Regions from separate parts of the Mus musculus genome. Here regions 1, 2, 3, 5, 6 and 7 are each linked to region 4. The links are chromatin contacts, called in public Hi-C and HiChIP or PLAC-seq maps. All regions are on one chromosome and are shown on one strand. Each heading gives the region's core, a stretch centred on a gene start, on an enhancer-like site or on the middle of the called end of the contact. The rest is flanking DNA. Distances are from core to core; before and after follow the strand shown. Region 1 overlaps Fggy (FGGY carbohydrate kinase domain containing). Region 2 overlaps Fggy (FGGY carbohydrate kinase domain containing). Region 3 overlaps Fggy (FGGY carbohydrate kinase domain containing). Region 4 overlaps Junos (a long non-coding RNA gene). Region 5 overlaps Fggy (FGGY carbohydrate kinase domain containing). Region 6 overlaps Fggy (FGGY carbohydrate kinase domain containing). Region 7 overlaps Fggy (FGGY carbohydrate kinase domain containing).

Region 1 (3,794 bases), core at 979-3,478, 600 kb after region 4:
CTCCATCATCTCCCCCACCTCTTCCATCTTCATCCACTCCTCCTCTGTTTTGGTTCAGAAAAAGGTAGGGTTCCCAGGGCTATCAATTAAACATGGCATATCAAGTTACAATACGTTAGGTACTTCCCCTCATATTAAGTCTGGATGAGGCAGTCCAGTAAGAGGACAAGGGCCCCAAAAGTAGGAAAAAGGATCATAAATACCCCTCCCTTTGTTAAGAGTCCCACAAAACACCAAGCTACACAACTATAGCATATATGGACAGGGCCTAGGTTAGAGCCATGCAGGGTCCCTGATTGTCCCTTCAGTCTTAGTGAGCCCCTTTGAGTCTATGTTGATTCTCTGGCTTTTCTTGTGATGCTCTCAACTCCCCCTGGTTCGAACAATCCTTCCCTTCTTCAGCAGGATTCCCTGAACTCTGCCTAATGTTTGGCTGTGGGTCTCTACATCCAGTTCCATCAATTGCTGGATGAAGTCTCTCTGATAACAATTGGGTTAGGCACCAATCTGAGTATAGCAGAATGTCAGTAGCCATCATTTCACTGACTTATTTTCCTAGTCATGTTTGGTTCTATCCTAGTTTCTGGGCCTTCTGACCTCTGGTTTCTGTTCCTCCAGGCACTGTGTCATGGATGTGCTCCCTCTCATGTTATGGGTCAGGTCTCAGGCTGGACCAGTTATTGGTTGACTATTCCCACAATTTCTATGTCATCTTTACCCCAGCACATCATGCTGGCAGGACGGATTGTAGGTTGAAGGTTTTACAGCTGGGTTGGTATATGAAGCCTACCACTGGAAGTCTTGCCTGGTTACAGGAGATAGCAGGTTCAGGAAAAATATTCCCTATTACTAGTAGTATTAGCTAGGGCCATCCTAATAGATTTTTGGGAGTTTCCATTGCCCTAGGTTTCTCCCCTGCCCCCAAATTGCCTCCCAACTCCAGTTGTCTCTTTTGGTGGGATATATTTATTCGGTGTACATGTATAGTCCTCCCTTTTTATTTAAAATACAGGAAATGGGAAAATGCAGATTCCCTATGGTTTGTGTGTAACTTAGTGGTTACTTAGTGGTTATGGTTTGTAAACTTAGTGGTTACGTAGATTAACTAGAGTGTTAGGTTGCTGAGGTTGACTAAACCAAGCAGATGTTCATGCATTGTATATCAATCGCTTCAAGGTGATTTCTTAATATTAATCTAATTTTCCTAACCAGTCTTGGTAGGTAATATTGTATCATTATACTAATGAAGAAACTACAGTGCAGGGCATTCTGGTGTTCAAGGTCATAGGTTTAAAAAGCCATAGATTCTGGAATCTCATAGGCCAGAGGTTCAGTTCAAGAGAGCTCAGATTGCATTTGAAGACATGTGTTTTCCTCGGAGCCTCACAGTTAAAACGCCACAGCAATGCAGGTAGGGAGTGGTATCATTAGAGGAGCAGGGACCTGGATATAGCAATCAGTGTGAAACAGTTGAACAGGCTGAGTTTGACTCACCTCCTGAAATCACCTTTCCCAAGACAAGCATGGTAGGCATTCAGCAAGATTTTAATTCCAGGCCGCCTGTCACTCAAGCACATTGGTGCTGATTGGAAGAGACCTCTCACCTTCACTTATGAATCCTCTTTCTGAGTACCACCGCAGAAGCTGAGGAGATGGCTCCTGACATTCCTGGAAAGAAGGAACAGAATATTTCCTTGAGAGGCTGAACTAGTAGTTTTAATCACATCAAGTACACAATTAGTTTACTTTTCCTTTCTCTGAAGGCTATTCGCCTAGGACTTGCATCTAGATCCTGTGCACACTAGATGCTATGTCATCATTGTCATTCATTTAGAGAGGGGTTCATCCAGCATTCTTGAGAGGCTTCTCCTGTGCCCCACTAGCTTTTGCATTGCATGTGACATGTCATCACTCTTATGCCTCACTTTCATGGTCACGCAGAAGGTAAGTGGTGACCTTGGTGTCTGAGGTGACCTACCCCTGTCTCCATGGTTCTTCTGTGGTTTCTTTCCCTCAACCCCATTCTGTGAGTTTTGACTTCTAGATACCCATGACCTTTTAAGTTTCTCAGCACAGATCAACCTTTCTGAGAATCCACAACAGGGGGCTGCTGTGATGAGTTTGTCGGGTCACTAGTTGACTAATGACTTTCTTTAAGGCCTTCTGGCAGGCGCTGCCTTGCCTTGAACTTTATTGATCCCAGAAGTTTGCCTGCCACTCAGGCAGCCTCTGCAGGTTCTGGGAGGTAATGAGTCATGGATCCACCTACTCTGTGACCCATCTCCTCTTGTGGTGAGCAGAATGAAGATCATCTCTTTGTGGTATCATAAAACTTAGAGAATGACATTAAAATTCTGTTAAATTTTCATACCATTTTACCTGTAGAAATATACAACGTATGGGAGGGGAGAGCAAACCAAATACCCCTATTGGTGTTCTTCCCTGCTGTTCCTATTTCAGAAGCTACTTAAGGGACAAGGTAATGATTTTATGAGGCTTATTAATACTTCATGTTCTTTGCCCCTCCTCCTGCCCTTTTCTGTCAAGGACTTTGTATCTTGGCTTTAAACTGAAGCAACTCAGCTGCCAGCACGTTGTTAAAAGCAAAATCTTTGCAGTGTCTTGCTTGTTCTGTGATGCACACCATGCACAAAGGTCTGAGGTTGACTCTTGCTACTGGGGGAAAACAGTGTTTATTTTCCAGACTTACTTTGGGGTAACTGTTGGGGAGCTAGACTAACATGAGTTTGCAACCTGATGCTGCCTTGTACTACCAAACCAGTACTTAACCTGTGTGGGGTTCAAAGGGCAAGCAGTATATCTGCTTGGTAACTTCAGTGACTTCATATAAAGCCTTTTAAAAATTGAACTAAAATATATTTGCATTATCCTTCCCCATTCACCATTCTGTTCCCCCATGTCCAACCTGAATTTATGGATTCTTTTTCTTCAGCCTTTGTATAGACATAGGAACAAATCATCATATAAATACAGCCTGCAGAGTTCTTTCAGTGTTACATATATATGTTCATATTATGAATATATACGTACATATATATTCATATTTCTAGTGGTGAGTACTTAGCATTGGATAACCACACAGGGGACTAATCCCTGGGAAAGACCAATTCTCCCTATCTCATCAGTTTTTAATCGCATTTACCTCTTCATCTAGGCATGGGACCTGGTGAGATTGCTCCCATCTGCATTGTGATGCCAACTGTTGTTTGAATTGTTCAAGTCCTGATTAAGAACATGCTGTTGTGATTTCATTAGTGTAGTTTTTTCTGTAATAGCTAGAAGGCACAATCTTATAGCAACCTTCATGGATTTATGGCTCTTAAAATACTTTCATGTTTTTTTCCTCAGGGTTTCCTGAGACACAGGTGCAGGAGGTTTTTTGTTTGTTTGTTTGTTTGTTGTTGTTGGTTTTTTTTTTTTCTGGTTTATCAGCTGGCGATAGGCACCCTAGTATCAGTTGTTCATTTTAACCATTTGGGCTTTTTTTATAATGGTCCCCTGCTGTTGCAAAAAAAACCAAGTGTTTTGATGGTTGTTAAGATCTATGCTTATCTGTCCATGTGCAGATAAGTATTTAGACTACAGTTAGGAATTAAACTTGTTTACCACAATGGATCTTGTAGGTCCTCGTCTAAGATCCATGGCCTCACAAGCCAGGTGCAGTTGACTAGTTTTCCCACCTGCTAAGCAGGCCTTGAGTACAGTTAGATGGCTATTAGTTACCACCAAGATATAAATGTCACTGTTGCACTTTTAGGGAAGTCTTGTCATGT
Region 2 (4,285 bases), core at 149-2,648, 560 kb after region 4:
AGCACTTTGTAAATGCATTCAGAACTTTCTTCCAGTCAATCTTGCTTCAGAAGATTCCTTAGAGAGGCTTCCCCTGAGCCTCTGCCTATATATCAGCATGTTCAGTCTATATATCAGCATGTTCAGTCTATATATCAGCATGTTCTGCCTATATATCAGCATGTTCATCATCTTATGATGTTTGCTACTCTCCAGAAACACATTGTTTAATTCCTTGATTTTATTGAGGGAGAAGATATGAACCCTTCAAATATCGTCTTGGCTTCTTGAAGTCAATAGCCTTAGTATTTTCTCTCCAGTGCCTAGAAATATGGCTAAAACTTTAGTTGGAAGCCAGGAGATGCCTTAGTTTGTAAACTGCACTTGCTGTGTAAGCATAAAAACAAAATTCTGATTCCAATACTCATGTAAAAATCCAGGCATGGTGGTAGGCACATATAATCCTCACACTGGGGAGGTAGAGGCAAGAGGAGCTCTTGAGCTTGCTGGCCTGCTATCTTCTCTGAATCAGTGAGTTACAGATACAACGTTAGACACTATCTAAAAAAAAAAAAGTAGGGAGGAATTGAGGAAAATATTAGACAATGACACCTTGCCTTTACATGGGTACATACATGCACATATGCGCACAGGCATTCACAAACATACTACATATACACACACTAAATAAATAAAAAGATAGATAGATAGATAATCATTTAAATCCTTAGTCAGCTCTGGTGATTATTAGTTGAAAGGGTGGATGTACATGGTTGTGGTTTAACCCCCCATGATGGCTGTAGCTCTCTTAGCCAGGCTAAGCAGTGCATATACAGTCTTGGAGATTATTTTTCTGATTTTTATTTATTTTCAAAGTTCCGTTTACTGCCAGACTTGTAATTGATAAAAACAAAAATTTTGCAACAGATGGTACCACCTGCAATACAACTAAGTCGTCGTCGTCGTCGTCGTCGTCGTCGTCGTCGTCGTCGTCGTCGTCGTCTTCTTCTTCTTCTTCTTCTTCTTCTTCTTCTTCTTCTTCTTCTTCTTCTTCTTCTTCTTCTTCTTCTTCTTCTTCTTCTTCTTCTTCTTCTTCTTCTTCTTCTTCTTCTCCTATCCCTACCTCTCCCCGTCAGATATCAATAAACAAAGTTGTTTTTTTTAATTCTTCATTTGGAGGAAGGGTACATTTACTATTGTGAGTCAGGCAAGGAAAGTCTGTAACCACAGGGACAGCTGGAGAGTCAGGTCCATAGAGGGTACCCAGGGCAGGTGAGAAGGCGCCTCCCTGTCTGCTAACAGCAGCTGGGTACTAGCCCTGCCCTCCCCAAAGACATTCAGTTGAAACCAGTGCTCTATGGGATTCTTCCCAGCTGACAGAAGCAGATGCCTGCGGGCAGCAGAGAATCTGCCTGTGGCACCAGTGGCAGAGGTGCCATTCATTTATGACTCATGAAGACAGGAGATGGCTGAGGGGCCAGTCAGTTGCCTCGTGTTTCCTTCCTCGGCTGGCACAATCCACTTTGCTCTAGCTTTGCTCTGGATGTAGTTTCTGCACTAGGAGAATTTCCTTTGCTTATGCTCACAAGGGCAAAACTGGGCCAGAGATATGGAAAGCTCTACATATTCCATTAAAGCATTTGAGCCAATTCATAGTTCCTGCCTTTACCTGTCACAGGAGGGAGCCTGTCAGGATTCCATCACAAGCAATCTGTTAAGAGCAGCAGCTCCTCTGTGCAGTCTGAGGAGGCAAAGAAGGCCGTCACAGTACCTTCCATGACTTAGCTAGGATGGATGGGCAGTTGAGAGGTGGAGTGCATGGTGGACATAACAGTGCACGAGAGGGAGGCTGTTTCTGTTCTTGGGCTGGAAAGGTTACTTAGTAAGTCACTTAATTAACCCCAGTGGCTTTTGGCTCACTCATCTCTAACAAGGGATGCTGGCTGTGGACATGGGACGGCAGATAAATTAGTTAGTTCTAGTGAGTTGTGAGTTGCTGTCAGGAGCACAATGGAGGGACAGGGAAATTCAGTCTCTGCTAAGAGAGGAACAGCAGTCACCTCTTGATGTTTGCTCAGTGTGTGGATGGGGGTGGGGTAGTCACACTTGCCAAGTGTAATTGGATTCGCTGGTAACTTCTGCCTAAGTTATGTGTCCATCTGTTGTGCGGTGACTCTAGAGAAGCTGGATAATGTTTCCCAATTATAATAATTTCTCAGGACTCTATTATGATGGTGAGGAATATACACCTAGCCATTATTATATTTAAGATTATGTTATTTAAAAGTGGGGCTTGGGAGATGGCTCAGTCAGTACAGTGCTTGCTGAGGATCTAAGTTCAGGTCCTTCAAACTTGTGTAAAATCCTGGGCATGCCAGTGCATACTCACAGTTCCAGCACTGGGTTGAGCAGAGACAGGAGGATCTTTGGAGCTCCCTGGCCAGCTAGCTTAGCCAAGTGAGTGATCTTCAGGATCAGTGAGACAGAAAATAATGTGCAGAGAAACTGATGTAGACTCTTAATATCAACTCCAGGCTTGCATACGCACATATGCATCACACCACACTCATAGGGGCATTCTCTCTCTCTCTCTCTCTCTCTCTCACACACACACACACACACACACACACACACACACACACACACAATTCCTTATAGTCAGAGGGACTAAGGGTCATATGATTAGACAACTTGCCCATGATAACTGAGCTAGTAATGATAGTTGAACTCCCAGCGGGAGTTCCATTCTAGGGCTTCAGGTCTTCATATTCCCCATGATGAATGGCCACTCATCCTACTTCCAAACTAAAGCACATCTTAGTACAGGTTATCACAAAATCCAGTGTCTATGGCATTGCTTGTGGGTACTCTGGGCTGAGAAAGGTATGCCAAAGGTTTATTTGATCCTAATTGTTTTAAGTCTTTAATGTTTATGCAGTATTCTCAAAATAACATGAACATTCACTGAGTCCTAGTGACACATGGGACACTGTATGGAATGCTTTACTGGCATGAAGTCAGTTAACCTATACCAGCTATGACTCAATCTTTCAGGTGACTTACACTTAGGCAGCTGTCCCCAAGGTCATGCTGCTGGGGTTGAAGCCTGGCCTACCTCTGCAGTCCATGGTGGTGGCTGTTGTTCTGAGGTGAACACATGGCAGCTTTAGAAGAGCGTGTAAGTTGGACAGTTGAGATGAGGGTCCCTGTCCTCTCCTCTGGACTGTCCTACAGAGCCTAGTGAACATCTTAGCCATGCTCCTTTGTGTCAAAAGGCGGGTGATCCAACCTCTGTTTCATTGCTTGTCTTTGCCTGAGCTGGGAGTGCTGGGCCAGCCACAGAGGAGCCCAAGGCAGCCTGGCCTCATCTCTGTGAAAGCCCCACAGAATGTGCAAAGCTAAGGTGAAGTGACAGGACTGAGTGGCTTGGTACAGGTTTTAAGAGGTCATTCCCTTGGAGGCCTTGGAGAAATTAATGGTAATAATTCTAGGACTTTGTTTTTTTTTGTTTTTTGTTTTGTTCCAGACTGTCAACTTAGTGGTTAGTGTGCACAAGCTCACACAGCCTTCCCTACACCACACATACACACACACACACACACACACACACACACACACACACACACCCCACACACATATGTTTGTAGAGATTTAAGGTTCATGTTATTGCACAAATCTTCAAAGAAGTAGAATATTGTTTTATATTTTACTAGTTTACCAGCTTGGTTTCCCTTGGATACATTTCTGCCTCTCTTGTCAATCCAGTTCATTTGATGCTATTGATTTTATGAAAGCATATTCTGGCAATTTGATCAAAACAGACCTGAAAATATAACCTTCCAAATGCAATTATCAGGGAATATGGAGTTTGCTTTTCTAGGGCTGAAGTCATTGGCTAGCAGCCTGCTGTGGCCTGTCCTCTGCTCCTCACCCTCATCCCAACTGCCCACTGTGAGTCTTGTTTTCTTTCCTTTCTCGTTCAGGGCTATTTTCAGCATACATACACGTACACCTATGCATGCACAGGTGTACACACAAGCGCACTGGGCATTTGTGGTTGAATCAATGAGTAAGTCAACATCAGCTGTCGGGACCTCAGGACTCTGGTTTGAATCCACACAGCTTGGGCGATCCCGAGTTGTGAGTGAGTGGTAGCAAGTACAGATTGTTGTTGTTACTGCCTGACAAACCCAGCCCATAGTTCTTTCTTTGCTTCTTTTCATTTGGCAACATTGCCTGAATTGTTTCCAATGAATTTTAGAGCTGCATGGTCCTGTTTCAGAGCTGATTTCTCTCTCCTCTGGCT
Region 3 (3,976 bases), core at 597-3,096, 740 kb after region 4:
CTCAGGGCAGGGATATAGGGCTGGTGGAAAACCTTGGGTTGTCAGCAGAGGTGAAAGGTAAAGGCAGGCTGAGGATAGGGAACCATTGTGGTGACTCAAGTTATCGAGGTAATGGTGCAATCTGTGTCTTCATGATGGAAAAAAGCACTCTCAGATATGTGCAGTTACTAAACAAGACACCAAAGTTGGCAAGGACAGATCTTAATTCAAGGAGCATTTACCCATCTTTTTTGAGTACCAAGCATTATGTGGGGAATATTGAAGACAAACAAATGAATAAAACATGACCTGAGCTCCATGAAGCTCATGGACTCCCCAGAAAGGCAGAAAGGAAACAGACATAATAAATACACTGTGAGAAGAGCCCTGAGTGGGAAGAGCATAATGTGCACTTTGCTCAGTTTTGGATCTTGTAGCACAGGGTAAGTGATCAGGCTATCTGAAGAAGGAACCTAGGTCCAAAATGCTGTGGACAAGATCTAGCATGGGCCTGTAATTCCAAGGGCACCCAAATGCTGAGATTCCATCTCAGTGCCCAAGGGGTTCTGGTCGTAAAGTCATGCGTTTAGCATCTTTGTGATGGGCATAGGGAGTAGGGGACAGTGGCAAACTGGCATCTGGGAAGAGTCCAGAGCTCCAGGAAAAGCTCTCTGGGAGGACACCTTGCAGGGGTATAAATAAACCCTGACCTAGCTTCAAGTCTCCCTGTGCTAGTACCTTCAACATTCTAGTATCTTCTCCCCAAGTGTCTCCTGGAGACTGTTGCGCCCTCCTGTACCCATTGCTCGGTACCCAGACACCAGGTATAAGCACAGGATAAGGCTCCCCTTGTGGTGGTAGTTGGCGGGGGGCATAGATGTCTGTCATGAGCCCACCTTACCCTGGGCTCCATTCCGTATGAACCCACCCATTGTGTTTCTTCCATAGCGAGTAGGTTGGTGTCTGAGCTCAGACTGACTCATGAGATCATTCCTGCTCCAGGCCATGCAGATACGGGGCCTTTATCCAAGTGATAGGCTCATTCCCTGCATATAAGGTACTAAATAAGGAACTAACTAGAATACCTATTCATATCTTACAGAGAAGTAGACCAAGGCACAATTTGGGGGCTCACCTAGAAAAGCATGTTGTGTTAAAGATCGATTAGGATGTGGGGAAGCATGGACTTTGCCCCCCTCAGCCAAGTGCCTAGTCTGTTGGTAGGAATCATACTGCAATCATTAATTCTCCCTAACTGCTGAAATTAGAAAGTAGACTGCATTGTAGTCAAACAAAGAAGGAAGAAGGACAGGAGAGGTACATTCAATTGGCTTCCCTAAATCAGGCAGCCACATAATATTGGGATTGGGATTGGGCCATTGAGCCAGGTTTCTGGACCTTTCCTTTATTGCTCTCCGATGATGCCAGCCCTGTTCCAAGGTTTGTAAACCTGCAGAAGTGGACCACAAAGAGTGGAGTAGACAGAAATGAAAGTAAGATCAGCTGGATGGCTCAGCTAAGACACAGGCCTGAAGTCTGCTCTGTGATTCCCCACTTCTTAGCTTTTAGTTACCCAAAGCCACATCCCACCTGGATGGAAGCAGGTTAAAAGCCAGCTTCAGTACAGGGAATGGGGAAAAGAGGACCCTTGAGCAGGGTAGCCAGAGGTGACCTGGGAACAGCCTGGGCAGGCACGACAGCTCAGGGTTTTGTGAAAATGGGCCATCCTCTAGTCATGTGTCCCTGAGCGTCAAAAAAGCCAGGGAATGCCACTTTGCTGCAAGCTCTGCATTGGGAACTGTTGTTCTCTGGGCTGCTGAATGGAAGGCTGTTAGTGGCTGTTTGGGTTCAGGCAGAAATTGGACCCTTTGTCTCTAACTACTGGCTAGTTACAGTTGTGGACAAAGAGACCTTTTCTTGGCCTGAAATTCCTCTACTCATGACTGACAAAGGATGGCACAGTGCATCTGCCTTCAAATGCTTTGGCTTCTGCTAAACTCATTAATGCATCCGATAAAATAGCTGACATTCCAGGCAAAGCCTCCCTCTTCCTGCCTTTACCCAGGGCTCAGAGAAAGGAATGCACTTGAGTCTGTTCTGTAAAGAAGCCTGGGGAAAGGTGAGGCCCTGGTACCTTTAAGCACTACAATTGCGCTGCTTTCCCTGTCCAGAACAATGTAGAGCAAAACACAGCATAGTATGAAATCCTCAGACATCCGCATGAAAAATTGCAGAGCCGAGTAGTGGAAAGATCAGCAGGCCAGCTGTCTGACGTAGAGGAAGTCACTTTACTTGTGAGAGCCTGGGGTCCCTCTTCTGAAAAAAACCACAACGTTGTTGTCTACCTCATGTAGACCACTCTGGGGAATTGAGTTCTAGGTTCTTGGAGCTCATAGGGAGTGATCCTAGCCTGTTGCTTCACTTCCTCCCTCCAGGCAGCCCTATGCCCCAAAAGGAGAAGGCATGGTGGAGAAAAAGAGTTTAAGATTTTATAAGCAATTTTGGCCAGGTTAGGAAAAGCAGGCTTTATTAAGGCAGGAAATATGGGCTGTACCACCTTGGGAAATGACTTGGGCACCAGAGGCACTTCCTGTACCCTGGCCATGGACTTAACTGTGATTTCCAAAAACAGTCTGCATGCGTGTACCAAGTAACTGTAACCGTCCTGCAGACTTGGGACTAAATGTTCAGTCTTGTAAATTGTGCTTTTTTAGGGCTGGCAGTTTCTCTAGGGTTTCCTTCTTCCTGTCTCACTATTCTGACTTTTAGTTCTTTACCCCCCAACACCCCTCCTCCCGCCAACACTCACAAGCACCCCCTGGGTACACAGGCTGTCAAGTACTTGGCTTGAGGATACAAAGAACAAGATGTCTCCAAGAAGTCCATTACCAAACAGCAAAGTTTCCATTGTCTTCTGACCAGTGTGCAGAAGAATATAATAGAGACCCGGAGATCAGAGGTGACAGGCCAGGCAGGAAAGGTAAGCTTACTTAAACTTGGCCAACTTGAATAAAGGGTTTATTTACAGAGGTAAGGAAAACCTAGGCAGCCAGGAAGACCCCCATAGCTGCTAACCTATTTCTATTCCCTAGGCTTAGGGATGAGGAACTGGAGGGACCCAGCCCAAGATAGGAGCTTAGTTCAGTTTTAACCAGAGGGCACTTTGCAAATGAGAAAACAGAGGTAAGAAATGGTTAAACAACCTGTCTAATATTGCACAGCTGTGTCAGCAAGGAAGCCAGAATTCAAACTCTGGCAAGCCAATTCAAGAGTGAGAGCTAATGAGGAGCTACTAGGGGGTTCCCCTGGCCTCTACTGTCTAAGGGAGCAGCCTAGGACTCATTCCTTCCTACTCAGAAATTGTGAAGTTGTGGGTCTATTGTGAAGAGCTGAAGATGAACAATGTTTGGAAGAGTGTCTTAAAACAAAACAAAACAAAACAAACAAACAAAAAAACCCAGTTCTCTATCAATAGGAGGCCTGAGTGGTAACAGATTTACACAGCGTGTAGTATGATTTCTGGCTGAGCCACCAGTACCTTTCTTTGTGGCCTGGTATCTGTCTTTTTCCTTCCTCGAAGCTCTGCTCTCCAGCTCCCATGACATCCATACAGAGCCTTTGTTCTTGGCCATGTTGAGTCTAACAGTAACAGCCACCATGTCCCCAGGGCTTCACACAGAATGCAAACATGGGAGCTCCACCTGAGTGCGCTGTCACCAGCCCACACAGTGCACCTGTGCAGTGAGCCTGGTCCCTATTTGATTTCTGTTTCCTGGCTGTCTGTAAGGGGGTGGGAGCTGACCTGACCTGGAGGAGCTAGGTAAGTTAGCAAATGAGCCTCCTTAGAAGAGGAGGGAAGGGAACTGTGGCCTTTGTCTAAAGGAACCATTTCATCTGTAGAACTTTCCAAGTAGGATCCCTATCTTCAAATGTTTATTTAAGTTTCATGTCCACTGTGTCATCCACTGGCCCGGAGGTTACCAGGGCTGAAGGCATT
Region 4 (3,979 bases), core at 581-3,080:
TGCAGTGGGAAAGTAGAGGTAAGTAGGGGAGAAATTGTTTATTTAATACCGAGCCTGGTTTCCTGTTCATTTGAGAGCTCATAATGTTTAATGTCTTCAGAGAAGGGTTTTTAGAACCAGCTCTAAATAGTGGTGGGATAGTGGTGGGAGCTGGTGGGCTTTGATTAAGTGATAATAGCCTTTATCTGTATCAGTGTGGGAACTTAGCTGCATCCAGCCTTGGGTACAGACCTGGTCCTTGTCTATCAGAGCTCTGTCGTGTGTAGCCAGGTGCTTCAACCACAGTATGTGTCAAAACACTGATGACACACCACCCTTTCACTAATGTGCCTTAGCCCCTGCAGGAAAGAAAGGCTCCCTCCTGAAGGGGCTCTCCAGAATGAATGCAGTTACCAGAGATGCTTGGAGTACAGGGGACTGACTGACTCATGCTGAGCTGTCCCCCATCCCTGGGAGGCAGCCCAGGAGCCGCCCACCTCTCCCACACACCACCCTCTTGGCCCAGACTTCTAGTTGCAGCATTTGGATGGATGGTAGAGTTACTCCCTGCCTTTGGCTTCTGCCGGGATCAGGAAGAGGGCTTTGTTCGTTCTCTCTCTCTCTCTCTCTCTCTCTCTCTCTCTCTCTCTCTCTCTCTCTCCCCCTCTCTCTCTCTCTCCCTCTGTCTCTCTCTGACTCTGTCTCTGTCTCTGTCTCTGTCTCTGTCTCTCTCTCTCTCTCTCTCTCTCTCTCCTTCTCTCCTTCTCTCCCTCTCTCCCTCTCTCTCCCTCTCTCTCTCCTGTCTCCTTTAGTGGCTGAGTGGCTGATGGATGCAACCAGAGCTGAAAATTTCCTCCGTGTCTCAGAGAACCTGGGTCCAGTGAGAATCAGGGCATTGAAAGGGGGAACTGAATGGCCAGGTCTGGTTTCTTTCTGCCGGAGGAAGAATTAGTCATCGGGCCACGGCTAGCTGCTGGCAACTGTCGATGTCACAGGGAGAGGAAATGCACTTGGGATGAGTGAGTGCAGTGTGGTCTCCACAAAAATCCTCTTTTTTAACCGAACAGAGGAAGCAGCCTACTGATTTCCCCTTTTCATGAATCGGCAGTTCCTGTCTGCTCAGAGGGCAGCAGTTGGGCGGCTCTGGACCAGATGTGGAGTGCAGAGTAGACTAAGGTGCTCTAGCACAGCGTTTCTTTTCCCTCACAATAGCCTTATTGTCACTGTGAGAATTCTTTCAAACTCTGTGCTGAATGCTCAATCCAAGGTTACAAGCGGTCTGCCTAAGGCCAAGGCCACAGCAGGGAAACCTCGCTCCTGGGCCCCTTGCTTCAATTTCCCCACTTCTTGTCTGTTCATTTCATCGGCACCCCTACACCTCCTTCCAGGATGTCAGAGGTTTCTCTGCGCATGAGCAGTAACTCCTCAGTGTGTGATCCTGTATACAGTACTCGTACGTATACAGTGCCGCAAGTGCACCCTGAACTGAATGTTATTCATGCCTTTTGGGATTGTTTGCATTTTCGAAAATGTCTCTGGGAAAATTGGAGAGTCCACATCAAGGACTGAACATCGATCCCAGCATCCTCCTAGTTCCCCGATGATAGGCTGTTTCTCCCCCTCCCCTCCCTTCCTCTATTCCTCATTTCTTTTAAATTTTGGCAAGGTTGCTCCTAAGTACTTTACAGTTCTTCATTGATTTCATTGTGATTTCCACTGTGTGACACAGGTACTGTCAGTATCCACACCATCCCACCTTCTAATAAACACCGGGCACAGAGTTGTCTGCCTAGGGACACACAGGATGGTGTCAGAAGAGTAAGAATGGCTATGTGAGCTGCAGGGCAATTCCAGGAAGTTAAAGGAGCTGCACTGAGCAGTCGAAAGGTGCTTTCGCATGTTTTGCTCCATTGGGCACTCAGATTCTCTGTGCGACACGGACCGTTTCACCTGTTGAAAGAGAATACAGAGTTTAGGGTTCCACACTAGGAAAGTGAGCAGAGCTTGAGAGCCAAGTTCACTGTGCCTCGCAAATTTCTAATGACTGAGGTGAGCACTGAGGAATTGGGGCTGACTGGCGCAAGGAAGAAGCTTTGAGGAGGAAACACTTTTTAAAGTATATTCTTTGACAGTTGAACAGTCTCGAACAGTCTCTCCCTGTCCCTCTCCCTGTCCCTCTCCCTCTCCCTGTCCCTGTCCCTGTCCCTGTCCCTCTCCCTGTCCCTCTCCCTCTCTCTCCTCCCCTCCTCTCCCCCTTCTCCCCCCTCTCTGCCTCCCCCTCTCTCCTCTTCCTTTTCCTCTCTTCTCCTCCCCCTCCCTTTCCCTCCCCCCTCCCAGCATGTGAGAGGATGTATGTCTGTGTGTTAGTCATAAAATTAGTTCTCAGAAACTTGAGGTTTTAATAAAACATGAAAAACATTTTTACTAGCACCCTCCCTTCCCTCTGGGATCTTAGGTGCTACACAGTATACGGAAATGTAATCCATATGTTTGATTATTCATCCTTCCATCATCAAAAATATTGTTGATTCTTTGAGAAACATTTGATTTTCTGGATGTCATTCTCTTTTAGAGTTTAGAGGAAGAGTCTTTTTTTCCCCTCTCAGCTACTAGTTTATTTTCGTTGACTGTCACTTTGTAACATTTGACTGGGGTGAACAAGTGGTCGCTAGACAACCCCACAGTTTCCTGTGGACTTTTAACCCAATGATAAAAGCAGACATGCATGTTTTTTAGTCTCAGTGCTTTCAAATGTGGCAAGGAGGGAAAGTAATATTTGTAGAATGCCTGCTTTGCAAAGGAATCACCTTTGTCCTCCATGAAGAGGCAGATAGAGAGCATGGTATGGGGGGTAACATCTAATTGGTATTCTTGTGAAGTCGAAGTCACCACTCCTCTTTTAAGGGCATCATAGATGCTGCAAGAGTCAAGTTTCCCACATACAAGACTAGGATTGTCTTTCCTCTAAGCTCAACCATTTTCACTGCCAGCTAAGTACATGCACAGCTCCAGGAAGAACTGAACAGTGCCCCCACCCTGCCCATCTTAGCTTCCCGAAGCTGAGGAAAAACTTCAAGAGAAGAGAGGGTTAAGTAGGTAGGGTTGTTTCTCAGATGGTGTTGTGTGCATTGCATTATGTGTTATTATTGGAAGTTTTAACAGTAGCACAGTAGTAGCAATAATAATAATAATAATAATAATAATAATAATAAATAAGGCCAAAAAAAGCAAAGTAGCTAAGGAAGGGTCTGAGTCTGCGGAGGATACTCCGAGCCAAGGGCTGGAGAAGCTGATGCAGAGAACCTGACACAAATGGATCCTGTTTCAGATCTCGGGGGCAGCTCCCCGGCCCCTCCTGCAGCCCACTTCCCTCGGCTTTCACTGCCCTACTGTCATTATGTTCTGGACTCTTTTTAATTCGGAGGCGATGGGGGCCACATCCTGCCATCAATTTGGGGCTGACTTCAATGAGCATTCTGTGCAGGGCCATTGCGGCAGGATGCAGCTTTCTCCTGGTGGGCCCTGATACAATAGGGTTTTCTACTGAAATCAATGGATTAATTGCAAAGGCTCCACTCGGAACCATAAGGAGAAGCATTGTTTTTCCACAGCCCACAGTCTGGCCATCAGGCCTTGCCAAACTTCATTTTTGAAAAGCCAGGAAAACAGTTTTGTAAAGAGGGGCTGGGGGGTGGAAGGGCACAGGGGAGTCCTTTGGCTCATCTTAGTAAAGGTCAGAAACAATTACAGTGAGAATTCAGAAAGCGCGTTTGTTCTCTGACTGTGGCTCTGTCTGGAAAATTCCAGCCAGAAACAATTGTCTGTCCCTCTTCCAGCCCTCCCTTCCTCCATAGGCTCTTTCCACCCAGGCCCCACCCATCATCTTATTCTACCTTCAGCCAAGCTGTACCCTGAAAACAGCCTCAGACGTCTGGCCACTGGAGTGGTCAAAGGGCTCGTCTGCATTCAATGGGATTAGGCATTCTGGAAAGGAGGAGGC
Region 5 (3,859 bases), core at 237-2,736, 680 kb after region 4:
CAGGCAGTACAAGAATACTATAATAGTCCCAGCTCTTTCTGCTGGCTGTAATATGTATATATGCCTCTCTTTTCAAGTGTCATTTCATGTCTTATTTCTGTTATAATACCCAAAGTTAGAAAGTTTGCTGACTTGGAATTTTCTGCCTATAGAAGAGGGGAAGTTAACTCACAGTGGTTCTCACAACTCCATCTGCCTTCTGTCCACCATGGATATTCTATTCTGACGACATGTAACAAGGTACCATAGTGATCTTTCTATATGAGTGGATTTTAAAGGCTCAGAGACCAGATCTCATGCGCAAGACTGGCTGAAGTATCAAGAAGTTTCTCTCAAGATACTCTGGGCATGTAAAATGGAGGTGAAAATGTCAAAGGTAGTGTCTTACCTAGGGAAAGAAAACAAGACTAGCTGCTCTTTCCTCAATAGTAAAACTAAAAGCGCAATTGGGGTACATACAGAAGAAAATGAAAAGCAGTATGTCTAGCTCTTAAAGAGGACACCATAAAAAGATCCACTGAAGGACAGGGACCAACCCCCAAATGGGGCTGAGCCACCAGAAAGTCCACCAGGATTGGGGAGCCACATGCGAGGGCCCTGCAGTGGATGGGCAGAAGCACATTCCCTAGAGTCAGGTTTGCACCATGCTCCGAGGCAGGTTGAAACCGGATCATAGACACATTACCCTCTAATACCTTTCTTAGAATCTGTCCCCTGTGGGATGAACTCAGTCACAGCCAGTGCAGCATGAGGTATGGCAGAAGCCCCTTTCTACAATTCTAGTCTTAAGTCTAGAAGTAGCTTTGGCTACACAAGGAGGAAGTTTCAACTAGGCAGCATGGGAATTTGAACTGTTAGTGCAGAGTGTGCACATAATATCTGGAGGTGCCCCAAGGACTCTAAGTTGTTTACTTATATGTTGCTGCTGCTGTTGTATGTGTGTTCATGTGTTATAATGGGGCATGTGGTGCATGTGTAGAGAATAATGGACAACTTTGTAGAGTCAGTTCCAGGGATCAATCTCAGGTCTTCAAGCTTATACAGCAAGTGCATTTATCTTGCCTGAGCTGTCTTTCTGTTCCTAGACTTTTATTTCTGAAAAATAGAGAGAATGCTGTTGATCCATCTGAAATTTCACCCTGGAAATATAGAAAGGAGTTGATGGAACAAATGTGACAGGAAATGGAGAGGAGATAGAGAAAGCCAGGCTTCTCTGCATGTCCATCACTAGGAAGATGCTTCTACAAATGATGCACACACAAGGCTCTGCCTCATCTCCTTCTATCCTCCTGTACTGAGAGATCTCATTCTCTACTTCATCCTATAAGGCTACAGCATAAGGCTGGATGAGATTGGTGGTACAAGTCTTGTAAACTCAACACTTTGGCGGTTTAGAGATTGTGAGTTTCAGATTAGCCCTGTCTCAAAAAAAAAGGGGTAGAGGGAAAAAAAATTCTACAATATGCTGTAATATCTCCTGACCCATTTCCCTTTTTTCTTCCTGGACACTGCTAGGTTATTCTCATCACAATAACCAATGAGGTCTCCTCAGTCATAGCTCTAATTATATCCTTCCTTTGCTGAGAAACATTCAGTGTTTTTCTATTTCATGGAAAATGAAAGTCACTGACCTACAGAAGACCAAGCAAGCCCTGTAACATCTGGCATTCTTACTACCTTCAACTCCTATCATGCTTCATTTTCTCTCCATTCCTGCTCTGGAAAGTTGTGAGCATTCTTACACATTTCTACATTCATCATACCAAAAATGGAAAGAATTCTTAGAGCCATGCTCTGCCCTGTTCAGTTAATACAGCCAATGAATACTTGAAAAATGACCATGGTGTAAGGGGTTTTGAAATATTTGTACTCCTTCTCATATTGACTTGAATAAACGTTGTTATCTCAACTTAGTGTCAAGAAAGAGTGAGTTGCCCAGTTGTATAGTGAGCAGTAGACTTGTCTTTGAACCCATTGCTACGCGATTAACCCTGTTCCTTCTTCTTTCTTAGCAATTGAATGAACATGAATTGTGTTCAGCAGCTAACTTTGTTACAGCACAAGGAGCGCTGCTGTGTGTGATGTTGGCCATTTACTCGATGAGCTGTCAGAATGGAGTTACAGCAAAAACTTAAAAGGATTCATACCCAGTACTCTTATTTGGGCAACAGAATAAACTCATGTGTCATTTGCCCCTTATCTAATCTGTAACACAAACGTGGCACTCTTGACACTCTGTAAATTCTGAATGAAATGCCAGATTTGCAGAGGGATAAGCACTGGATGAACTTACGAGTTATCTTGATGGCTGTCCTTGCCTGAGGATCCAAAACCATCTTGCCATTCTGGAATGGCATTTTATAATTCATGCTTGTATCTGTGATGTTCGGGAGCTAGTCTTAGGTCAATGTAAGGAGGTAGGAAGGTCTGGGTGGGCTATGGAGGGGCCTGCTCTCCAATGTAAGGATCCTATACTATCCATTTATTACCACTGAGGGCAAGGCTATTATCATGTTCTTTGTAGTTCTATGTAACTATAACTGCAGCAGCTTTCTTCTGACCAGACTAACACTTAAAACTAAATGAATGAGGCACTGTCTGGGGAAAGAGTCTATAAAAGATTACTGAGTGATGGTTTTGGTGAATTGTAAGCAAGTTGCTGACCTCAATCATACCATATACATTGTTTTTTTTTCAATATTGGGGCATCAGAAACCATAGTAGCCCAATAAATAAAAGGGAGCCGTTATTTCTGAACTTGAGTGTTTCGTTTTACTTTATAGATTGTCCACCTTTTCTTCTAAGAAAAGTTACTCACCTTCTTTTTGGAGGGGACTCAAGAGCTGTTTTGAAATGGCTGAATCATAGACACAAATGAGCACTATGAGGCTGTGTGGAGGTTCAGTGGTGATGCATTTCAAGTAGGACAGTTCCACAGTGAAAGACCTTCCTTAGTGTTGGGTACATACACATAGCCCTCCTCCAGGGTGGTAGTCAGACTGGTGTTCTTCATGGTCACTTTCACCAAGATTTCCAGAGCAGAGAGACTACTTGGTAAAGCACAGCTATCCCAAGAAGATGACATCCCCAAGATGAGATTTTTTTTTAGTAAGGTGAGAGATGAAATGTTTGGCCAGATGAAAACTGAATCTGGGCACTAGCAGGTTTAAAGCACTGGCCATGGCTCCTTCCCCTTTTAAGTGTCTAAGATTAGCCATTTAAGAATTGGCTTTGTGCTTGAGTTGGATGGATACATTAAAAGCCAATGTCAAACCAGCAGATGCGGTACATTCAATCCATGAAGAGGCAAGGGATGATGGGGAAGAAGCTGGGTAGATGCCTCAAGTTAAGAGCACTTGCTCTTTTCTAGAGGACCCAGCACCCATGTCTGGCAAATTGAAACTTCTCATTAACACTTGCTTCAGAGCAGAGACTGCCTCACCTGGGGATCCCATGTAAAGCCACCAAACCCAGACCCTATTGTGGATGCCCAGAGTGCTTTCTGGGAAGCCTGATAAGGCCATCTCCTGAGAGGCTCTGCTAGAGCCTGATAAATACAGAGGCCGAATACAGCCAACCATTGGACTGAGCGCAGGGTCCCTAATTGAAGAGTTGGAGAAGGGACTGAAGAAGCTGAGAGGACTTGCAGCCCCATGGAGGGAGCAACAGTGTCAACTGGCCAGACTCCCTGGAGTTCTCGGGGACTGGAACACCAACCAAAGAGTACACATGGAGGGACCCATGGCTCCAGCTACATATGTGGCAGAGGATGGCCTTGTTGGACATCAGTGGGAGGAGAGGCTCTTGGGCCTGAGGGTATTGGATGGCCCAGTGTAGGGGAATGCCATGGAGGGAAGAT
Region 6 (3,983 bases), core at 425-2,924, 810 kb after region 4:
ATAGATGTTAAGAACCTGAACTCTGGTTCTCATGGTAACATGGCAAACACTCTGTTCATTGAATTATTTCTCAGCTCCCCTGTTTTTGATAACTTCTAAAAGATTTTATATGTACCTGTGTTCAGATCTCAAACTATTTCCTTGATAATTTTGGCTTTTCCCAGTTTTACCTTGTCAGACTGTTTCTTATTTTTGACCTTAAAGTAAAGAGATAATACTTAAAATTATAGCACCATTTTTTTTGCTTGAATCTGAGCAATTACCTACTGTCCACTGAATGAATCTTTTTCAGAAATTTATCCATTTTTTTAAAAGATTAGTGTATATCAAATTAGGTCCTAGCTGTCCCTAGTGACATGGGACATTGAAATAGCAGCTTATAGCAAATTCTGAATTTAGTGAACTTCCAAGAAAGTACCATACAGGTATATTAGTGCTGGAGAAAGCTTCCGTGCAGTGTAAGTGACTCTTTGTCTGACCCGTTGTTGAGCTGTTGTACCTAATACTAGTCTGCATTAAGAACAGGAAAATCTTAATTTGTTTGGAGCAAAAATCACGCAGATGACACTCCCAGAATTTTCTTCCAGAATATTTAATGGAACACTACAAGTCCTTTGAGAGAACAGATATGTTTCTCAGAAGACACTGGCTCTGATGAGCTTACAATGTCTATTGTGATAGGCATCAACTTTTCATTCACAGACATTAACTAACCAGTGATGGATGCTGGGATTGTGTTTAGTTGGAGCTCTGGGGTCATGCTTCATACCTTCTAGGGGCTGTCTTTCACCAACACTGGGTGGTCTTGATTTTTTTTTCTGTATTCAGTAATTCTAGACAGTTCTAGGCTTTGTCTGCTGCTCCATGCTGAGATCGCGACTACCTGACAGTCTTCCCCAAGTCGTAAGGGCATGGATCTCCAAAGGAGAGGAAGTAGAGGTCTCCTCATCCCCAGATTGCCAGCAGCAGTCTATGCCACTCTTGTGATGATTATCGCCTTCTTCATGTAGTCTCACTTCCCTGACAGCCTACCCAACAGTACTCCACAGCTAGTCCATAGCACATGACAACCGAGTGTTTCCTCTGCCCACAGGAGGCCTGGCCACTTCGAGTACTGTCTCCGAAGAAGCAGGAGCAGAGGGCTGACTGGTATCTCAGCCTTGACACACCAGGGAAGGGTCAAGTCTATGAATGAGGTCTTTCATGGCTAGCTACAGGGACCCCATTTTTTCCTACAGAAGCCATGCGCTTGCTTTCAGAAGTGACAATCAAATGTGAACTTTCATGGTTTATTTATAGCTCTGCCTTAGAGAGATAAAGAAAAGAAGTGATTAAAATGCTATTTTACAAAATATTTTGTTTTAAAAAAGCGTCCATTGTGTGGGCAAAAGGGGAAAAGAAAAGCCACTCTATTCATTGTGCTGTCTAGACTCTCAAACAAAGAGGATAGCGTGCTGCAAATTGAGATTGTCCGGCCCCCTCCATGCTGACAGAAAGTATGAATTTAGAGCTCAACTTCAAATAAGTCCCTTTGAACAGAAATATATGGGGAGACTATATTTAGCATGTGTCAGCATTTCCATAATGAATTCATATTGTTGTACTGTAGTGATTCCCAGATTTACCACAGGCAGAAGAGTCATGCAGTTTCACTTTTGTGGTAATTATCTGGAGAAATTGGGACTCTCAGCAGTGCTGTTTATGATGACAGCATTGCTGCTGTGCACACTCTCTGTACTGTGTCTGTACTGTGTCTGCTACCCATAATGCTATCAGCCTTCCAAAAGATAAAGGTGAGCCTGAGCCCTTTTGACTGCCTGTACCATAGCTTAAACAATGTAATGCAGAATTTGTGTGATTTGTCTACAATAGTAAAACAAATATATACCACTGTGGAAAAAAATCTAATTGGAGAAAAATAACCACCCACCTCTCAAGTTTATTAACAACTCAATATAGTCTCATCTAACCTTTATAATGTTTGCATGTGTAATTTTTATTTAGCAAGTTATGTTAAGCAAAAACTTGTATAGAACATCTCACACAATAAAATGTCCTTGCTTTCTTCCTTCTGTCTTTCCTTCCTTCCTTTCTTCTTGGAGATAGGTTTTCCCCATGTTGGGTTAGCCTCAAACTCAGTGACACAAACAATCTGCATTCCTTAGCCCCCTCCCCCCAAAGCAGCTGGGAATACAAGTGCATGGCAGCTACAGAGTTCCTGAGACTGAATGAAACCAGCCTTTGTTTCCACTCATAGTGTCCCTTTCCATTGTGGGGAAGAGGAATTGTGACCGTTACCTAAGCAAAAAGTAACATGGTGTTACAAGGTTTATGAATCTCAGGTTGGGGTACGCAGCCAGAATCCAGAAACTCACATATCAAGGAGGATGTGATGGTTAATGTGAGCCATCTCCTGGTTTCTGCAGCTTGAGTGTGGCACATATGACAGGGCTCTTTATTCTGTCTTAATCTTTACCATTATCTCTCCTACTCCTACAAGTGGTTGGAGGGAACAAAGAATAGTGTCATGCATAAGAGTCGGGCTCTTAGATGTGAATGGCTAGTGCTTGGTCTCATAAGTCTCTGCTACAGATGTTTCTGAAGACCCTCTACTCTGCAGATATTTCACGTACAACATGAGATGTCAATGCCCTCTGTGTTAGCCGATCTGACTGGTCATTTCAGTGTCCTTAGGTGGTCACACTGGACAGGAACTAAACCAAGCCATGACTGCCCGTACCTGCTAAGTTGGTAAAGAATGACCATGCCTTTCAGGGCCTGAAAGCAAGACTTCTCTTTTCTCTACACAGAGTCTGATATGAGCGGCTTCCTTTCTAGCATAAACCATTTGTAATCCACTATATGCTCTAGTCTCAGTGCCAGACACCTAGGAAGTCCTGTTGGCTTGAAGGGTGAGGGTGAGGCCTCCCTCATAGCTCACCCTGGAAGAGGTCCTCAACACAGTAAATTAGTCTTCTCTGAGAAGACTATCTCTGACCTGCCATCCCAGTGGAAGGCATAGAGGTGACTCATGGGTCTGAGTTACCATCCCACAAACTCCAAGGTAGGCTATTTCCAGCTCACTCTGGTATCATATCTGTCATCTTAGATCTTAGCAGAAACTTCTATTTTCACATCTTGTCACGCATATTATCCTTAAGTTCATTCAATCTGCCGACATTCCTGCATGCATGGCGTATGCCAGATGCTGAGTTTGGCAGTGAAAATAATTTTAACAATTCCTTCCTGAAGGAGTTCACAGTCTAGTTGGGAGACAGATATGTTAGCATAAAAGCATGACACCATGTCATAAATACTGGCTAGACGGAAGCATGAGCTGCTGTGTGAGCAAATAACTCATTGCAGGGGGCATGCAGGCTTCGGGGACGAATCAGCAAGATTCTCAGTAGGCTGGGTACCTGACCTCAGCTTTAAGTTTTAAGTTGTCGGCCCTTTCTCAGAAACAAAATCAGCCCATTTTAAATCCTTGAAATCTCCATCTTGTATACTTGTTTCTCAGTAACTTGTTTTGAAGTCAAGCAGAGGTAATGTGAAGAAAAGAACAGAGAATTCCCTGGTGTCTGCCATTTGCTGAACATCTGTTGCTGTGGGAAGGAAAACAGCATAAGGACCTTCAGCGAGCTTCCTGGATCCCACCATGAAGGCAATCCTGGAATGTTGTCTCAGGTCCCTGAAGAAGCAATGCCAGCACAGCACAGGCAGAAGGGGCAATGCCCTGGGAACGTTTCCCAGCTTGGAGGAAGTAACAAAGGCAGAGTCTTCTCAGGAGCCTAGTGGAAAGAAAGGCAAACCAAAACTAATAGGATAAAGCAGCGGTGAAGGCGGAGGTACCTTTGGTGGCCCATGCCCAGGCGTGCCCCTCTGTAACAGATCTAGTGTAAGAGGTTTATTGGAAGAGGGAAAAGCAAGAGGCTGTCTTGCACTGGGGACATGAGGCAGATGGACAGGCAGACAGAGTGGAC
Region 7 (3,953 bases), core at 659-3,158, 630 kb after region 4:
ATACCTCTGGAAGCTATTGAATTTTGCCAGCTATTCTAGACTCCATGTGACTTACGGGCCTGGCTTCCTTCTGCATGCTGCAGAGGGAAAAGAGTGACATTCTATAGTAGGAGGTATAGAAAGCAGAGGAAGCCTAGTGAGTCAGGAGCCATGTTGTGAGTCTAGACATTGCTTCTGTGACGGCTGAACCATGAGATATGCACTTCCTTCTTTGTATTCCTGGTCTGTAAGGGTCGATCTAGGAAAGGAGATGGTAGATGTTCTTCGTATGTTAGAATATTGTGGACCTTAGGATTTTGTTCCTATATACAGCCTATCAGTGGGGCTTTGCTTTCCGATTCCTTGCAGTCTTTACCTTACCCGAGTTCCTAAATTCGATGGTAATTTAGGAAAATTTCAGCCTTTGGAGTCAGACCTTTGAATCCTGACCCTGATCTGATCCTCAAATGTAACCCCTCTCTTCCCTTCCTGGGTAGATGAATAAATTTTGAAATTCTTTTGTAGTTTTGTTTCTATTCTATGAAATAATAAACTCTAATACTTCAACCCTAAGTTATAGGACCTACATATATTGCTTTCTAAAACAATTTGCATTTCATTGATTTGTTATTAGGACGGAAAGTTATACGAACAGAAATGTTCCAAGAACAGTTACCAACAGCTCATGGACTTGAATAATTATGTTGTTGAAATACAAGATGTTCATACTGCTCTTCAGCTCACTGACCTACTGCAGTAACTAGTTGCTAATTAGATTTCTTTGAACCAGCTTGTCCAGCTGGGAGGACTTGAGAGCTGTATTCTGCAAGAATCTGGTATATGTAGTCTCTTGCTGCCATAGGAAGAGTCTTTGTGCCAGCATGCCTTCTGCCATTTTCTAGGTATGTACATTGCTCTTGATGTGTGTCATTGTCCTGAGTTAGAAATGAGAGTGGATCACTGGTGGGATTATATTAGTTTCTTTACTAATTTACTAATTTATCCCCCAGTAATATCCAGGGTTGAGAGTCAAATTTAGTGTTCATCTGTTTTGTTTACTTTCTACTGAAACTCTGTACAAGGTGGGCACATATAGGTGTGCAACTTTAATCTTTTTGTTCAAGGTGATTGATCTATGTCTTATGATCTTAAAAAATAAACAAAAATGTGTAATTTTGCTAAAGTAAACATTACTTTTAAAAGTATGTTTTAGATACTTGGGAGTGAAAGAAATAAGATGTAGAGAGAAAAGTCTGTGAGCTATTATCTTTCTACTGGAAGAGATGTATAAAACCAAATATAGGGATATGGTATGTAAGAGTTATTTAAAAGTACATTTAAAGCATATGGAGTATAAGGCATATTAATACCAAGTAAGAATACAAAGTCAGGGATCTTCCATGTGTATCAAACTGTCTAAACTATGGAGTAATTATAAGACATGTTAACTAACAGATGTAATTCAGAAGTGGTATTAGAAAGAACTAGTACCTGCTAGAAAGATCTCCTCTATCTTAATCCTTAACCTAGGTGCTACTCTGGGACAGTGTGTGCACACAGTAGATGTCTATTCACCCACCGTTTCTATAATAAGTGATAATGAATATCATACAATTTGATGTGAAATCAGTAATGGAAATGGAATTTAGTTTCTAGTCACAATGACATGATTTCTAGGAGGTGTATCAGATGCTGTCCTTAAAGAGTGGAAGAAGAACACTAGCTTTGGGTTCTCAGGAAGTCTCTACTTGGATGAATCATTTAATACAAGTGTAACTCCAATTCAGGAGCCAAGACTACTACAATCCTTTTAGCCATTTTCTATCAGTTGTCCCAGTTTTCTAGAAAATCCTCAGAGCTGACCTACCCATGTGATCTGAGTCAGGATAGGCCTTACCATTCTCTGGAACCATTCAAGCATGTGTCATGTCTGTGTGAAACGCCAAACTTAAGAAATGCCTCTGAATACTGCATAGTGATTGAGAATTGTATGTTCTCAGTCTTGTTACCCACTTTTAAATCAGATTGAAAGTAACTTGAGTTTGAAATAATTCCAGCATTCTCTCCAACTGGCAAGGCAAAGTGTCCTTTAGCACAATCTTGGACATAATCTGGTTGGCCTGTCAGCCTTGCCCAACCGAGCTGGTACCAGCATTCCACAGCAAGCATAAGGAAGCAGGGTCGCATGCCACCCACGCCCAAACCTCTCTGACATTTCCGTGGGCCTGGAGCCAGATCTCCCCCTGTGTTTCATCTCCCTCTCAGAATACAAAGGAACACTGAACCTTCCAGTTAATTCAATACCCTCCCCCCCCTTCCTGGAGAGGATAACAGTTCTGTTGACCATTATAATGCATCTTCTGTCTCCCAGCAATCCACATAGTCATTAATTTCTGCTGCTGACATCAGGAAAGAGGATTATGTGTGTGTCTGAAACTGTTCCCAGAGTGCTCATTAGTCATAGATAATTGAAAAACTGGTAGGGGAAGGTTTGTTGTAATAGGAGCTCTGCTTGTGAAGAGGGACTGCAGCTACCCGATAATTGTAGGCTCCAGCTTGGACCACTCAGGCCAAATATGTCCATTCACATGGGAATTCATGGGGCCCAGGAATCCTCAGGGCCATCTGATATCTGAAGGTGAACAAGTAACACAGCCAGAGATCAGAGTGTAGGTGAATTGCCCATGGGTTTCTCTCCTATCTTTAGCGTGAGGAACAGGACTTGGAAAAGATGCAGGAAATTTGCTCTCATTTTGTTTTTATTTAAACTTAAGCCAATTTGGTTTGTTTTAAGCAAACACACGAGGTCATGATCTGGAAGGACATAGATGGTTCAGGAGAGTACTTCACAGCACATCCTATCTGTACTGTTACAGAAATCAAGTGGTTTTTTTTTAATTTTTAATTTTTATTTTTCTAGAAACTTCTAGAAGTACATGTGCTCATGTACTTGAATGTTTAGAATCTTTAAAAGGATCACAAATATGAGATCCTAAGAGCACTATTCTACATCCTGGCTTTGTCCCATATTTTATCTCAGTCTTTCTCCCAAATTCATACCTTAATTCTTCCTCAAGTATTTTCTATATAGGATTCTGTAGAATAGATGAAATGGTTTGTTTATTTGTTGTTAGTTTGCTTGCTTGCCTGCCTCCTTCCTCCTTCCCTCCCTCCCTCCCCACTCCTCCTCCCTCCCTCTCTCTCTCTCTCTCTCTCTCTCTCTCTCTCTCTCTCTCTCTCTCTCTCTCTCTCTTTCTTTCTTTCTTTCTTTCTTTCTTTCTTTCTTCCTTTCTTACCAAACCAGAAGAGAAGCACCTCTAAAACTATTATATAAGAAACACTTGTTCAAAGTAAAACACAAGAGAGCACAGGGAAGTAAGGAGCACAGATTCACCCACACCCCCATTGGAAACATAAGTTTTGTATGTGTGTTTTACCTCCTAGGTATGTAGTTTTATAAATTCATCTATCAACATTGTTATTTTTAGATTCAAGTCATATTCCTTTGCATAATATTCTACAGCCTTCATTTTTCACTTGTTTGGGTGTTTGAAAGATAAAATAATGTTTCCTTTTCCTCACACAGTAGGTTTAAATTTTTTAAAAGACAAATCCAAGGGTCAAGCATGGGCAGGTTCTCAGAGACTTGCTGTCTCCAGCCATGTGCTGCCCCTTTCATAGGCACCCCCTGTTCCCCACCCCTCACAGTGCTTATATTCTAATAGGCTTAATAGTTATGTCAACTCCTGGCCCCTCTAGGCTCCCTACAGTGAGCCACCATTTCTTTTGATAGAGCTACTTTCTGGAACATTCTAATTCTAGTATGATAGCATCTATTATTCACCTTTGGAAGTCATTCCAAGCACTTCCTATGTGTTATCTTTACCTTGAAGATGTCATTCATTCTCTGAGGTCAGTCTAGGAAGCCCTCCTCATTTCTTTAAGCACATCACACACATTCCACCTTTCTGAGA

What was found. HiChIP or PLAC-seq counts read pairs in DNA pulled down with a chosen protein or histone mark. Hi-C and Micro-C count contacts between places; a contact is called where the count stands out from the background.
Region 1: a contact with region 4 is called in a BATF HiChIP or PLAC-seq map of CD8 T cells, with 12 read pairs. The contact joins two enhancer-like sites. A contact is called at or near these places in 4 of 115 datasets of contacts at active chromatin or transcription factors (CD8 T cells, the NIH/3T3 cell line, embryonic stem cells and 1 more) and 1 of 9 other capture datasets (embryonic stem cells).
Region 2: a Hi-C map of myocytes shows a contact between it and region 4, with 1.5 times the contacts expected there. The contact joins two enhancer-like sites. A contact is called at or near these places in 2 of 484 Hi-C or Micro-C datasets (muscle stem cells and myocytes).
Region 3: a Hi-C map of bone marrow-derived macrophages shows a contact between it and region 4, with 14 read pairs. The contact joins two enhancer-like sites. A contact is called at or near these places in 2 of 484 Hi-C or Micro-C datasets (bone marrow-derived macrophages and hematopoietic stem and progenitor cells) and 5 of 115 datasets of contacts at active chromatin or transcription factors (acute myeloid leukemia, bone marrow-derived macrophages, embryonic basal ganglia and 2 more).
Region 5: a Hi-C map of bone marrow-derived macrophages shows a contact between it and region 4, with 15 read pairs. The contact joins two enhancer-like sites. A contact is called at or near these places in 1 of 15 datasets of contacts at CTCF or cohesin (the NIH/3T3 cell line), 1 of 484 Hi-C or Micro-C datasets (bone marrow-derived macrophages) and 5 of 115 datasets of contacts at active chromatin or transcription factors (T-cell acute lymphoblastic leukemia, bone marrow-derived macrophages, craniofacial prominence and 2 more).
Region 6: a Hi-C map of muscle stem cells shows a contact between it and region 4, with 2.0 times the contacts expected there. The contact joins two enhancer-like sites. A contact is called at or near these places in 1 of 15 datasets of contacts at CTCF or cohesin (the NIH/3T3 cell line), 4 of 484 Hi-C or Micro-C datasets (adipose-derived mesenchymal stem cells, bone marrow-derived macrophages, embryonic fibroblasts and 1 more), 4 of 115 datasets of contacts at active chromatin or transcription factors (the NIH/3T3 cell line, bone marrow-derived macrophages, embryonic stem cells and 1 more) and 1 of 9 other capture datasets (embryonic stem cells).
Region 7: a contact with region 4 is called in a CTCF HiChIP or PLAC-seq map of the NIH/3T3 cell line, with 10 read pairs. The contact joins two enhancer-like sites. A contact is called at or near these places in 1 of 15 datasets of contacts at CTCF or cohesin (the NIH/3T3 cell line), 4 of 115 datasets of contacts at active chromatin or transcription factors (bone marrow-derived macrophages, embryonic stem cells and fibro-adipogenic progenitors) and 1 of 9 other capture datasets (embryonic stem cells).

Annotation. Positions count from the first base shown.
Region 1 is chr4:95,706,148-95,709,941 of GRCm38.p6, forward strand. The region is part of intron 6 of Fggy (FGGY carbohydrate kinase domain containing); the gene reads left to right. Among named protein-coding and RNA genes, the nearest start is that of Fggy, 150 kb to the left of the region's middle. Within about 2 kb of position 2,229, at least 13 of the 459 cell types and tissues checked have an H3K27ac peak or open chromatin away from gene starts, as enhancers often do. A contact at or near this core is called in CD8 T cells, where this site is marked.
Region 2 is chr4:95,662,458-95,666,742 of GRCm38.p6, forward strand. The region is part of intron 5 of Fggy (FGGY carbohydrate kinase domain containing); the gene reads left to right. Among named protein-coding and RNA genes, the nearest start is that of Fggy, 110 kb to the left of the region's middle. Within about 2 kb of position 1,399, at least 12 of the 459 cell types and tissues checked have an H3K27ac peak or open chromatin away from gene starts, as enhancers often do. A contact at or near this core is called in muscle stem cells and myocytes, where this site is marked.
Region 3 is chr4:95,844,200-95,848,175 of GRCm38.p6, forward strand. The region is part of intron 13 of Fggy (FGGY carbohydrate kinase domain containing); the gene reads left to right. Among named protein-coding and RNA genes, the nearest start is that of Hook1, 120 kb to the right of the region's middle. Within about 2 kb of position 1,847, at least 111 of the 459 cell types and tissues checked have an H3K27ac peak or open chromatin away from gene starts, as enhancers often do. A contact at or near this core is called in bone marrow-derived macrophages and hematopoietic stem and progenitor cells, where this site is marked.
Region 4 is chr4:95,105,146-95,109,124 of GRCm38.p6, forward strand. All of the region lies in intron 1 of Junos (a long non-coding RNA gene), which reads left to right. Among named protein-coding and RNA genes, the nearest start is that of Junos, 55 kb to the left of the region's middle. Within about 2 kb of position 1,831, at least 285 of the 459 cell types and tissues checked have an H3K27ac peak or open chromatin away from gene starts, as enhancers often do. A contact at or near this core is called in CD8 T cells, the NIH/3T3 cell line, bone marrow-derived macrophages and 3 more, where this site is marked.
Region 5 is chr4:95,782,840-95,786,698 of GRCm38.p6, forward strand. All of the region lies in intron 8 of Fggy (FGGY carbohydrate kinase domain containing), which reads left to right. Among named protein-coding and RNA genes, the nearest start is that of Hook1, 180 kb to the right of the region's middle. Within about 2 kb of position 1,487, at least 12 of the 459 cell types and tissues checked have an H3K27ac peak or open chromatin away from gene starts, as enhancers often do. A contact at or near this core is called in bone marrow-derived macrophages, where this site is marked.
Region 6 is chr4:95,914,712-95,918,694 of GRCm38.p6, forward strand. The region is part of intron 14 of Fggy (FGGY carbohydrate kinase domain containing); the gene reads left to right. Among named protein-coding and RNA genes, the nearest start is that of Hook1, 51 kb to the right of the region's middle. Within about 2 kb of position 1,675, at least 29 of the 459 cell types and tissues checked have an H3K27ac peak or open chromatin away from gene starts, as enhancers often do. A contact at or near this core is called in muscle stem cells, where this site is marked.
Region 7 is chr4:95,731,648-95,735,600 of GRCm38.p6, forward strand. All of the region lies in intron 6 of Fggy (FGGY carbohydrate kinase domain containing), which reads left to right. Among named protein-coding and RNA genes, the nearest start is that of Fggy, 180 kb to the left of the region's middle. Within about 2 kb of position 1,909, at least 81 of the 459 cell types and tissues checked have an H3K27ac peak or open chromatin away from gene starts, as enhancers often do. A contact at or near this core is called in the NIH/3T3 cell line, where this site is marked.